3 separate regions of the Zea mays genome follow, and all the other regions are linked to region 1. Evidence: chromatin contacts called from public Hi-C data. All regions are on one chromosome and are shown on one strand. The core of a region is the stretch at or near the end of the contact, and the rest is flanking DNA. Distances in the headings are between cores, read along the strand shown.

What was found. Hi-C and Micro-C count contacts between places; a contact is called where the count stands out from the background.
Region 2: a Hi-C map of ear shows a contact between it and region 1, with 2.8 times the contacts expected there. The contact joins the enhancer-like site here to the promoter of LOC100280709 in region 1. A contact is called at or near these places in 7 of 25 Hi-C or Micro-C datasets (ear, leaf and tassel).
Region 3: a contact with region 1 is called in a Hi-C map of leaf, with 3 times the contacts expected there. The contact joins the promoter of LOC103643901 here to the promoter of LOC100280709 in region 1. A contact is called at or near these places in 8 of 25 Hi-C or Micro-C datasets (bundle sheath, ear, endosperm and 3 more).

Annotation. Positions count from the first base shown.
Region 1 is chr1:274,674,877-274,678,155 of Zm-B73-REFERENCE-NAM-5.0, forward strand. LOC100280709 (dynamin-related protein 1C) reads left to right here and starts at 1,703. Exons shown (of 16, transcript NM_001153628.2): 1 at 1,703-2,068; 2 at 2,181-2,244; 3 at 2,327-2,431. The coding sequence starts at 1,931.
Region 2 is chr1:274,502,635-274,505,913 of Zm-B73-REFERENCE-NAM-5.0, forward strand. No RefSeq gene overlaps it. Among protein-coding and RNA genes, the nearest start is that of LOC103643900, 9.3 kb to the left of the region's middle. Within about 2 kb of position 1,752, at least 14 of the 20 cell types and tissues checked have an H3K27ac peak or open chromatin away from gene starts, as enhancers often do. A contact at or near this core is called in ear and tassel, where this site is marked.
Region 3 is chr1:274,546,309-274,549,587 of Zm-B73-REFERENCE-NAM-5.0, forward strand. It overlaps LOC103643901 (threonine dehydratase 1 biosynthetic, chloroplastic), which reads left to right and starts at 1,695. Exons shown (of 9, transcript XM_008667072.3): 1 at 1,695-2,270; 2 at 3,116-3,279. The coding sequence starts at 1,836.

The DNA.
Region 1 (3,279 bases), core at 453-2,952:
CATGACATTCACCCAGTCTGGATCCTGTAGCGCCTCATCTATACATGTAGGCTCAACACAAGAAACAAAAGAGTGATGTTCAATAAATGAAGCATATCTTTGAGAACGAGTGATAACCCCTTGTGAAGGACTCCCAATGATAAGATCTTGTGGATGTGCTTGTAGTAGTGATGAGTTCCTCTTGTCAACCACTTGGGAAGAAGATCTTGGAGCATCAACATCTTCAGCTTGTACCCTTGCTTGTTCATGAGAGACAAATGTATCTTCATTTGCATGCCTCTCATCTTTTTCATCAACATGCGATACATTTGATGAACAAGGCATGTCGATATTTTGCACTTCTTCTTCACCTTCTTTTGGTTTGATGGCTCCAATTGGCATATTCTTCATGGCTTCCCTAAGTGGTTCATCACCTACATCATCAAAATTTTCAAGTTCTCCTTGGGAGCCATTAGTCTCATCAAATTCCACATCATATGTTTCTTCCAACACGCCAGTTCCATGATTTAATACTCAATATGCTTTGGATTTTGATGAATAACCAAGTAAGAAACCAATGTCACAACGTCTTTGAAACTTCTCTAGGTGATGGCGTTTCTTGTAGATATAGCATTTGCATCCAAGCATCCGGAAGAAGGAGACATCTGGCTTTTTCCCATTCAACGGTTCATAGGGAGTCTTCTCAAGTAGCCGGTGAGGAAATAATATGTTTGATGCATAACATGCAGTGTTGACAACTTCTAGAGATGATAACCAACGCGCCGCCACCCCTACAAAATTCATGTACGCTACCCGCACCCAAAGCTGAGGCTCAACTGAATACATATCGAAATAATCCTGACTGCGATAGATCCACAGTTTTGGATTCTCGCCGTTAAACACAGGAAAAATCAGTTTAGATAAGCGACCACGAACTTCACCACTTAGCCCCCCATGAGCATTGGATCAGTGCTCGGAAACTGAACAGACGTCTGATGTACAACTGGAGGAGAAGTAAACAAGGGTGGATTCATAGAGGTGAACATAACCTTGTCCGGGGAAGAGAGAATAGTCGTTACCGACCCAAGTCCCATCTCCCGGTTCCCTGATTAGAAGTGGTGCCCACAGGGCGAAGCGGCTGTGGATCTAGCCGGTGGACTCTCGGCAGCTGATGGAGCAGGCGCGAGGACGCCTGGCATGGATGACAGCTTGTCCATCAGCGCGCGCTCCCAGTGCTTGGAAACATTTCCGACTTCCAATCGCAAATCGTCGACGACTCCCTCCAGGTTCTTGCGCCAATCTTCGAACAGGCCCGTGGTCTTCTCTAAGGCGCTGATACGTCCTTCCTGCGCCACCACGAACCCTTCTTATGCCCCCACGAGTGTTGAGATCGCCTTGTCTTGTGCAGCGAGACGTCGATCCCACTTGGGGTCGTTATCGGTGAAGCGACGTACGATCTCGTCGAGGATGATTTGTGTGTCGGGGTTCATGATGACTTGACGACGGTGCAACCTGGCGAAGTGCTCGTGATGCGTCGATGAATCCAACGTGCGAAGACTCGATTCGCCATACATCAGTACCTTTGATACCAATTTATTAAATACCCGTTCAAAGGAAAATATCCATACTACCCGGATGGCTGGCCCCACCTCGGAGTCCTTCAAACGAAGTCTCTCACTGATTTGTTTTCCTTTTGTAACTACCCGCACAGATTCGGCTCAACAGGCAACAGCACCAGCGCTCGAACGCCGCGTCCAGGCAACCCATCCTTCCGACCCCGAGCGGTCGGTACCTCGCAAGCAAAACTACAAGCTCGCTTTTAAATTCTGTTGCTGCAATTATCTCCTCTGTTTCCCACTCGTAGATCCCGCCGCCTCCCGCGTCTAGCCGTCGACGAGCACCGCAGCCTGACACAGCCGCGGGCGAACCATCGCGTGCGGCCTCGCCCGGGATGGCGACCATGGAGAGCCTGATCGGGCTGGTGAACCGTATCCAGCGCGCGTGCACCGTCCTCGGCGACCACGGCGGCGGCGGCGGCGAGGGCTCCCTCTGGGAGGCACTCCCCTCCGTCGCTGTCGTTGGTGGGCAGGTACACACCGCCCACCACCTCCAGATCCTCCGTGCTCAGGAGCCAGGTCCCAGATCTGGCCAGCGCGCTAACCGCTAACGTTTGGTTGCGTTTTCTCTTCTGATGCCTCCAGAGTTCCGGGAAGTCGTCGGTGCTCGAGAGCATAGTGGGGAGGGACTTCCTGCCCCGTGGATCTGGTAATGCTGCCGCTAAATCACGCTCGTGCCGTTCGATTTGGGTCCGCTCGGGTGCTTAAGGATCCAATTTGTTCTTGATTAGGCATTGTCACGAGGCGGCCTTTAGTGCTGCAGCTCCACAAGACAGATGGTGGGCACGAGTATGCTGAGTTCCTCCACGCCCCGCGGAAGCGTTTCACCGACTTTGGTAAGACGATCGTTTTGCATTATTCATCTCAGCAATTTACTCGTTGTCTTCACTTCTGTTAGGGTAGTGTACTAAGATCACTGTCTGCTTGTTGGGAAGCTCATAGTTAGACTTAAATAAAACAGGTACAGATGGAACATTGTGCGTCATCCGTCTTTCCAGAGATTGGATGATATTATGTACTAAATGACTTAGTGATGTATGAGTTATGGTATTAATGTATGATGCCATTTACTATTACATGCTTCCAGTAAGGCTGGTTCCAGTGCACTATCCTCCTCTCACCCCTGCCACGTCAGCTCTCAGACTACATGCACAGCCTCCCTCTTGCCCCTGCCACGTCAGCTCTCGCCTCCACTCTCGCCCCTGCTGCTCCAGTGCACAGGCTGCAGCAGGCTACAGCCTCAGGCTATAGCCACGTCAGCTTTTCTATTTCAGAATTAAGTAATTCACGCGGATTTATTTCAACGCTCAGAAAACACACAACATAATATTTTTTATTGAATTAAAAATTACAAAGTACATAATAATTAAAATAGTGCACGGGAGAGTGAGGCTGAAACATCGGAGCGACGATGTAGTGAAGAAGACTCATCTAACGGAAGGGTTGTAGGTGACCCATCGGACTGCAAGAGATCCGTGAAGGTGTTCAAATCTGGGGACCAACCCGACATTGTGTGAAGAAAGGGGAGTTTGGAAGAGAAAAATGAGATGGAATGGTGTGTGGAATGAGCTCCACCCGGGTAGGGGTATATATAGAGGGATTGGGGATGAAATTTGTGATTTTTTGCAATTTTTTTGGACTCCAAACGGTCAAAAACGGCTAGTTGCAACGACTAGCACACGTG
Region 2 (3,279 bases), core at 502-3,001, 170 kb before region 1:
TCAATCTCCATCATTATGACTTAACTTAAATTTACCTCTACAAAATACATGTTAGTCAAAATAACATTATGTTGCCATTAATCACTAAAACCATTGAGGGTCTAGATGGTTTCAATCTCCCTCTTTTTGGTGTTTGATGACAATATTATCTTAAGTAATGTGAAAGGAGTAAGGTTTTTAAGGGACTTTGTTTGTATGAACTTTTGGAGTTAAAACATAAGATGTTGGAGTAAGTCCATATAACAAAAATATATAGTCATGTACCATGTAGAATTAAGTTTTAGCTCATGTACATGACAAGTTAAGTTCTTTTTGAACAGATATCAAGTGAAGAGTCGTAAACAATAATTTGTGGCATGTTATTAAATATGAAATTAAAACACAATCCATATCACTATACATATGCACATGAATTAAACACAATCATAAGTATGTAAAGCAAAATGCATATCATACATGTCAAAGCATTAATACTAAATGTATTAGAGTGCATCAAACTATATATCATCTACGCCTCTTCTTGGATGAGAAGTCGAGCACTTCGCTTTGTCCTTTGTCGTTCATCCTCCATTCATCTCTCTGTATCTATCATGTATGCCTCTTCTAATGACGATGCCATCGGCTCCCCTTCCTCTGCTACATCTTTCTGGTTGGTTGGTTGTGGTTGGTTGATTTGGGACAGGGGGTTCCTGGTGATACTTTTAGCATTACTTTTTCAGTTAAGGTGCACTTGTTCTCTCGGATCAGTGCCATTGTTGCTCATGACGACTCTGTTTCAGTATATGAACGTTTGGTATCTATAACATGATAATTTGCCATGCCTAGAATACTGAATTGCTATACCATTATATGAAGTTTACTGTTACTGACATAAGGAGCTTGGCAAAAAAAAATGTTTAGAATATTTTGGTCCATGCGTGACACCAGTTGTCTGTTCACAATAAGCATACATATACTATTTACTGCAAAGCTTAGTTTATGGACATTGTGTACTTTATGTGAAGCTTAGTTTTGGTCCATATGAAGATGTTAGGATTGAACAGTCTGTGCTTTTGCAGTGATCTAGATTAGGAGGATCTCTAGCATGAAATTTATGGCAGGTTTTAGTTGTAGAATTTATTGAGATTATGGATGGAGATGGACCCAGCAGCGGACTTTTGGGGCGGGGCTGATATTTTTGGCCTCATACTATATCGTGCATTCTGAAGGAATCATGTAACTACTACTGATCATCGTTTTTTAAGAAAAAGATTCTTCAATTAACAATTTATATTAAGATATATGTTTAGAGTCTGGACTGCAGTGAAATACGCCTAGCCGCCTAATACAGCCAGGCAGTTTTGTACAAAATCATGTAGTGTTTAGGCCTTTGAGCACTCCAAGAGGTAACACCTTACACCTGTCAGCTGTGCTTTTGATTTTGTGCACCTTTTCAGGGTTGGAGAACAGAAATAATACCTCGTGCCAGTGGTGCTATGTTTCTGTGTTTGTTTACCTGTGGGTAGGATAGAGTGGGTAGACGACCCACTGGACCTGATATTCTGGTTTAGTTTATCACTGTACAAACAAAACACCTCCCTGTTTCAAAACGGTTCAAATGTCGTAAAAGGCTCGTGCTTTGGGCCGAGTTTGTCGCACCCAGATTGAATTATAAGACCTGGAGCCGCAATGTGGTCCTCCTCTGCTGTGTTGAGCGTGGGATGTGTGTCGTGTTCTGTTTTCACGGGGACCCGTTTTCACGTGCACGCCTCGGGCGTTGGCCGTTGCGCGTCCGAAACCAGGCCAGAAAGGTTCTTGCTTTCTGCTCCTCCAGCTCGGCGTGAACAGCCCCAGAATCAGGGTAGAGAGCTTTTGAGGCCCTGTACTGATTTGCCAGACTGGACGTGCTCTTCAATCTTTTCGTGCAACAATGAGGCTGACTTGTCTCTGTATCTCTCGCAACTTGCCTTACACTGTGTCGTGCAATTTGGATGCTTCGTCTGAAGAGGTCTATGGGTGAGATGAGAAGGTCCCGCTTGTTTTCTTATTAAACATGTTACGAAGATTCCATGAGTTCAAATCTTCACTTGCTGCACGCTTCCTACCATATATTCATATGTGATTTATATACCACCTGCTCGCGACGCCTCATGCATGGGACAAGAGCCAATATATTATGCTTGCCGTCGGCATTATACTGATTACCTCATATTCACACTGTTGTCTGTTGTTCGGCTTAAAAATATCATCACCAATGGAATCCACGCTAATGTTTTCCTTTTTTGTTTTTGCATTGCAAGGATTGTGATGATTGATGCTGAATTTTTTATTCCTCAGCGTACAGAACAGCATCACGCTATCAGGTATGGACAAAAGGTAGCGAAATATATACGCTATGCACTAGCATATTTATCATGTTCAACCAAAAAAATACTGTATGAGTAGAGGGTCATGAATCATTACTATATGATGCACGACACATCGAAAGAAGAGCGCGTCGACATACGCCCTCATGTAACAGCAACAACACATTCGTCCGTGTTCGTCAAGCTAGTTGTTGATTGACACTGTAACAACAACAACAACAGTGTCTTTACGGTATCCACATGTGCAGAAATAAAATGTTGTGACGTGAGTGTGCTCGCATCACACATGCAACAAGAGAAACAACGGTGGTGTCTTGGGTGCCCGCAACCTTATAGAGAGAGGTGCCAACGATGGCCCTCTCTAGCATGTCAACCCTTTTGTATATATAAACTCCTGCTAATCTACTAATCTAAAGGCTCATTAGTATTCTTTTAGATCATGATTGCCTCTTCGACATATATTCAACAATCTCTCATGTGTACAAGAGTCAATCATCTATGTGACTGTTCTTACCCCTTAAGTGTACGATCCATTAGCCACCCTTGTAATAGCTCAACATTTCACCCGATCTTCTAGTAAATTACAACTTGTGACTAAATCTTTAGTCATGTCATGATTAACTATTTAATCATATTGTCATGGTTATGAACTTTATTAATCTGACCATATTGAGGGCTATAGAGATCTCTCCCGTTATGTAGAAGCGACAAATTCCGTATTGATTCGCTCACATCACATCCTATGTTTCATGGTATATCCAAAAACTGTTTTATAACTACTCATAATATTCTTTACAGCAACATCTAAGTGTGTACATAACATGACATACATGATGGATCCGACCACGAAGGCATACAAAATAGCACTAATCCTTTTTCGCTCATTAAGTGTTGAAGGACACCGAGTATCGCTTAGTTAATGCCATTTGACATT
Region 3 (3,279 bases), core at 445-2,944, 130 kb before region 1:
AGGAGAAATAGAAAGGGACAAGATCATGGTCGCTAAAGCTTACAACAAGAGGGTCAAGGCTAAATCGTTCCAGGTAGGGGACCTGGTATGGAAGACCGTCTTGCCTCTAAGGAGCAAAGACCAGAAGTTTGGGAAGTGGTCGCCAAGCTAGGAAGGCCCTTACAAGGTCACGCATGTGATGTCCGGTAACACTTTGTTGCAAACACTGCAAGGCAAAGACTTGCCCAAGGCATTAAACGAGAGTTTTCTCAAGCAGTACCATTCTAGTATGTGGCAAGATGCTTAAGAAAACCGATGTGATCACATCGAGTTAGTTGCTTTTGGTTCGCTCAGCTCCTCCAAAAGGCATGGGGCATATGTTGGGCACCAAAACTGGCAGGGCGGATGGTTCGCACTGGTGGCGCGGATGGTCCGTGCGCGCACAGGATCAGTTAGGGTTCCAAGTTTCTTGCGGGATTGGTTAGCTAGATCCGCGGAATTAGCTCGGGAGATCGCGTGTAACGGGTCCAGACCTCCCCCTCTATATATATGGAGGGCTACTGCCGATTGAATCATCAACAATCGAATCAATAATCAGTTTACATCTCATTTTTACCTTAGGCATTAGGAGTGTTCTAGTTTAGCCCTAGATTAGCCTTCCTCAACCCCAAATTCTCCGTTTCTCTTCGGCTCTACATCGATTAGAGGTGTCTAGGATAACCTGCCGACCCTAGACAAGGCCTAGAATCTTTCCTCCCCGACGAGGTCCCTCTCGAGAGCGAGATCCGGGCATTGTCGGTGAACTCCGCCGCCCCTACGCACGCGCGGACCGTCCAGCCCGTCAGACAGGGAACTAGCCTCTGCACCAGGTCGTGGACCGTCCGGCCCCTGGCCACGGACTGTCCGCGCTTCCGTAGAGAGCACCACCGCCAGTACTTAACGCAGTGATTGACGCCCGGATCGGCGTCAATAGTTGGATCGATACATGTGTGTATATATTTACACGATTGAGTGATTTTCTTAAAACAAAAAGGAGTTAAAGTAGAAAGTTAGTAAGGAATAGTTTTTTCCATCTAAAAAATATCGGGTGGAGGCAGGTTTTTGAAAACTTTAGATGCTCTTAGACCAAATCTAATCACCGATAAGAATATATCAGACGCCTGTTCGCTTGCTTCTAGAGTGTTTTATCTTTATAAATTGTAGATGCGTCTGATTTGACACACGTATTCCCCGATTTTCGTCGCACGCACCCGGATTTGGCAATGTTGATCTCGAACCCAGAACACAGAGTTTCGAGACTCGTCAAGTTATATTCGATGGTATGGCACGTGTGACGTGTTCCCAACGAGGATAGCGCCCTCCAAAAGTTGTCGCTGAACTGTCGAACGCTCACCGGCGGCCGGCACGGCCTCTGACTTCCAGCGAAGCCCGTTCGTACTCGCGGAGCCGCCGACGGGCCGGTCTCGTCGGGCTCGTGTTAAGCATGCCCGGCCCAGGCGCGGAAAACGACGGTAGGAAAGCTAAGGAAGAGGAGGGCGCGCGTGAATTTGCGGACGGATACGGGGATCCTGACGTCCTGATCCCGCGCGGGCCCCGGACTCCACTGCACCCCTCACGCCCGCCCGCCCGCCCCGCCGCCCCCACAGGCACGCGAGGCCCGCGACCAAGGTCCAAGCGTCCAAAGGTCCTGCTCTGCCCCGCGCACCCGCCACATCACACAGATATATAATATCATCCCGCGCTTGTGAGTTGTGACTTGTTGTGACGACGCATTAGGCTTTACCGGACTCCGGACGCATAACGAGAGGAAAACAAATCAGAGGAATTCGACGAGGGCACCAGCCACCAGCACCACCATGGCGGCCGCCTCCACCGCCACCGCCGCCTCGCACTCAGCCTCCTTCCCCGCGGCCTCCCTCCGCCACGACGCGCGCAGGCCCTCCTGCGTAGCCCCCGCCGCCGCCGCGGCGACGACGGCCGCTGAGACGGGGCTCACGGCCGTCCCGGCGCCGCCGCCGACGCCGATGTTGCGGGTGGTGCCGGAGTCGCTGCAGCGGGACAGCGGGTGCCTCGTGGCGGGCTTCCGGGAGCGCGGCGCGGGCGCGGCGGATGGGGAAGGGTTCGGGGACGCCGTGGGGGAAGGAGGAGGCCCCGGTGCGATGGAGTACCTCACCAGCGTGCTGTCGTCCAAGGTGTACGATGTGGCAATCGAGTCGCCGCTGCAGCTCGCCACCAAGCTCTCCGATCGCCTTGGGGTCAACCTCTGGATCAAGCGCGAGGACCTGCAGCCGGTAATCGACAACGTTGCGCAGCCAATCGTTTCCTTACGCCGTCACCTTTTCTTGGTTATGGACCTGGATATTTGCGTACTTTTATTCCAAAAAAAAACAGCACCATTTCTTGGAGATGCTGGGGTCTCGATGTTTCAGCTTCTACTTGTGTTAGTGGGATAGATTTGCACTCGCCAATGACCTTGTTCAGTGTCATATCTTGGGAATTTGGGGGTTTACCTTGGTACTGTCGTGTTGTTCACCGGGTTTCAACAGGATGCTTGGACTCGCAGAATCACGGGGATAGGTACTCAGACATTCCCTTTAATTCTCCACCTTGGCTTTGATAGGTTGTTGTCACGCTTTCTTCGAGGAGGATAGACGTTGCATGATATTTTGCACTTTTGACTCGTTATTTATTATCGCTGATACTAGGAGTACTGAAACCTCGAGGTGGCTGTTTTTTTTGGTAGCTTACAGTCTGAAAACTTGATTCCATAAGTCTATAGTAGCTTTAGTTTCTTTAGAATCTCAAAGCTCAACACGCTAGGCTTGTGAACTGCAGTATGATTGAGGGTCTTGATAATTTGTACCTGGTCTGCTATACTTGTTTTTTTCCCTGTGTTACTAGCTACAGCAAAAACCATAATGAAGGGACGTTATTTGCATGTTCTTTCGAGAAGAAGGAACACTTATACCCGTATCAAATATAATACGCTTTTTATACATAATAATAAAGTTCCTAATTTAATTTTGTTTGACTGTATTTAGTGTCTATATGTGCTAAACTCCAAATTCATGGGAAACTACAATTCCACTTCTAAGTTTTTATTACTTTCCTCAGATTTTGTTTGATTGGTGTACAGGTATTCTCGTTCAAGTTGCGGGGAGCATACAACATGATGGCAAAGCTCTCCCGTGAGCAGTTAGAGAGGGGTGTCATCTGCTCCTCTGCTGGAAATCATGCCCAGGGCGTTGCTCTTTCCGCTCAGAGACTGGGATGTGATGCTGTCATCGTCATGCCCGTGAC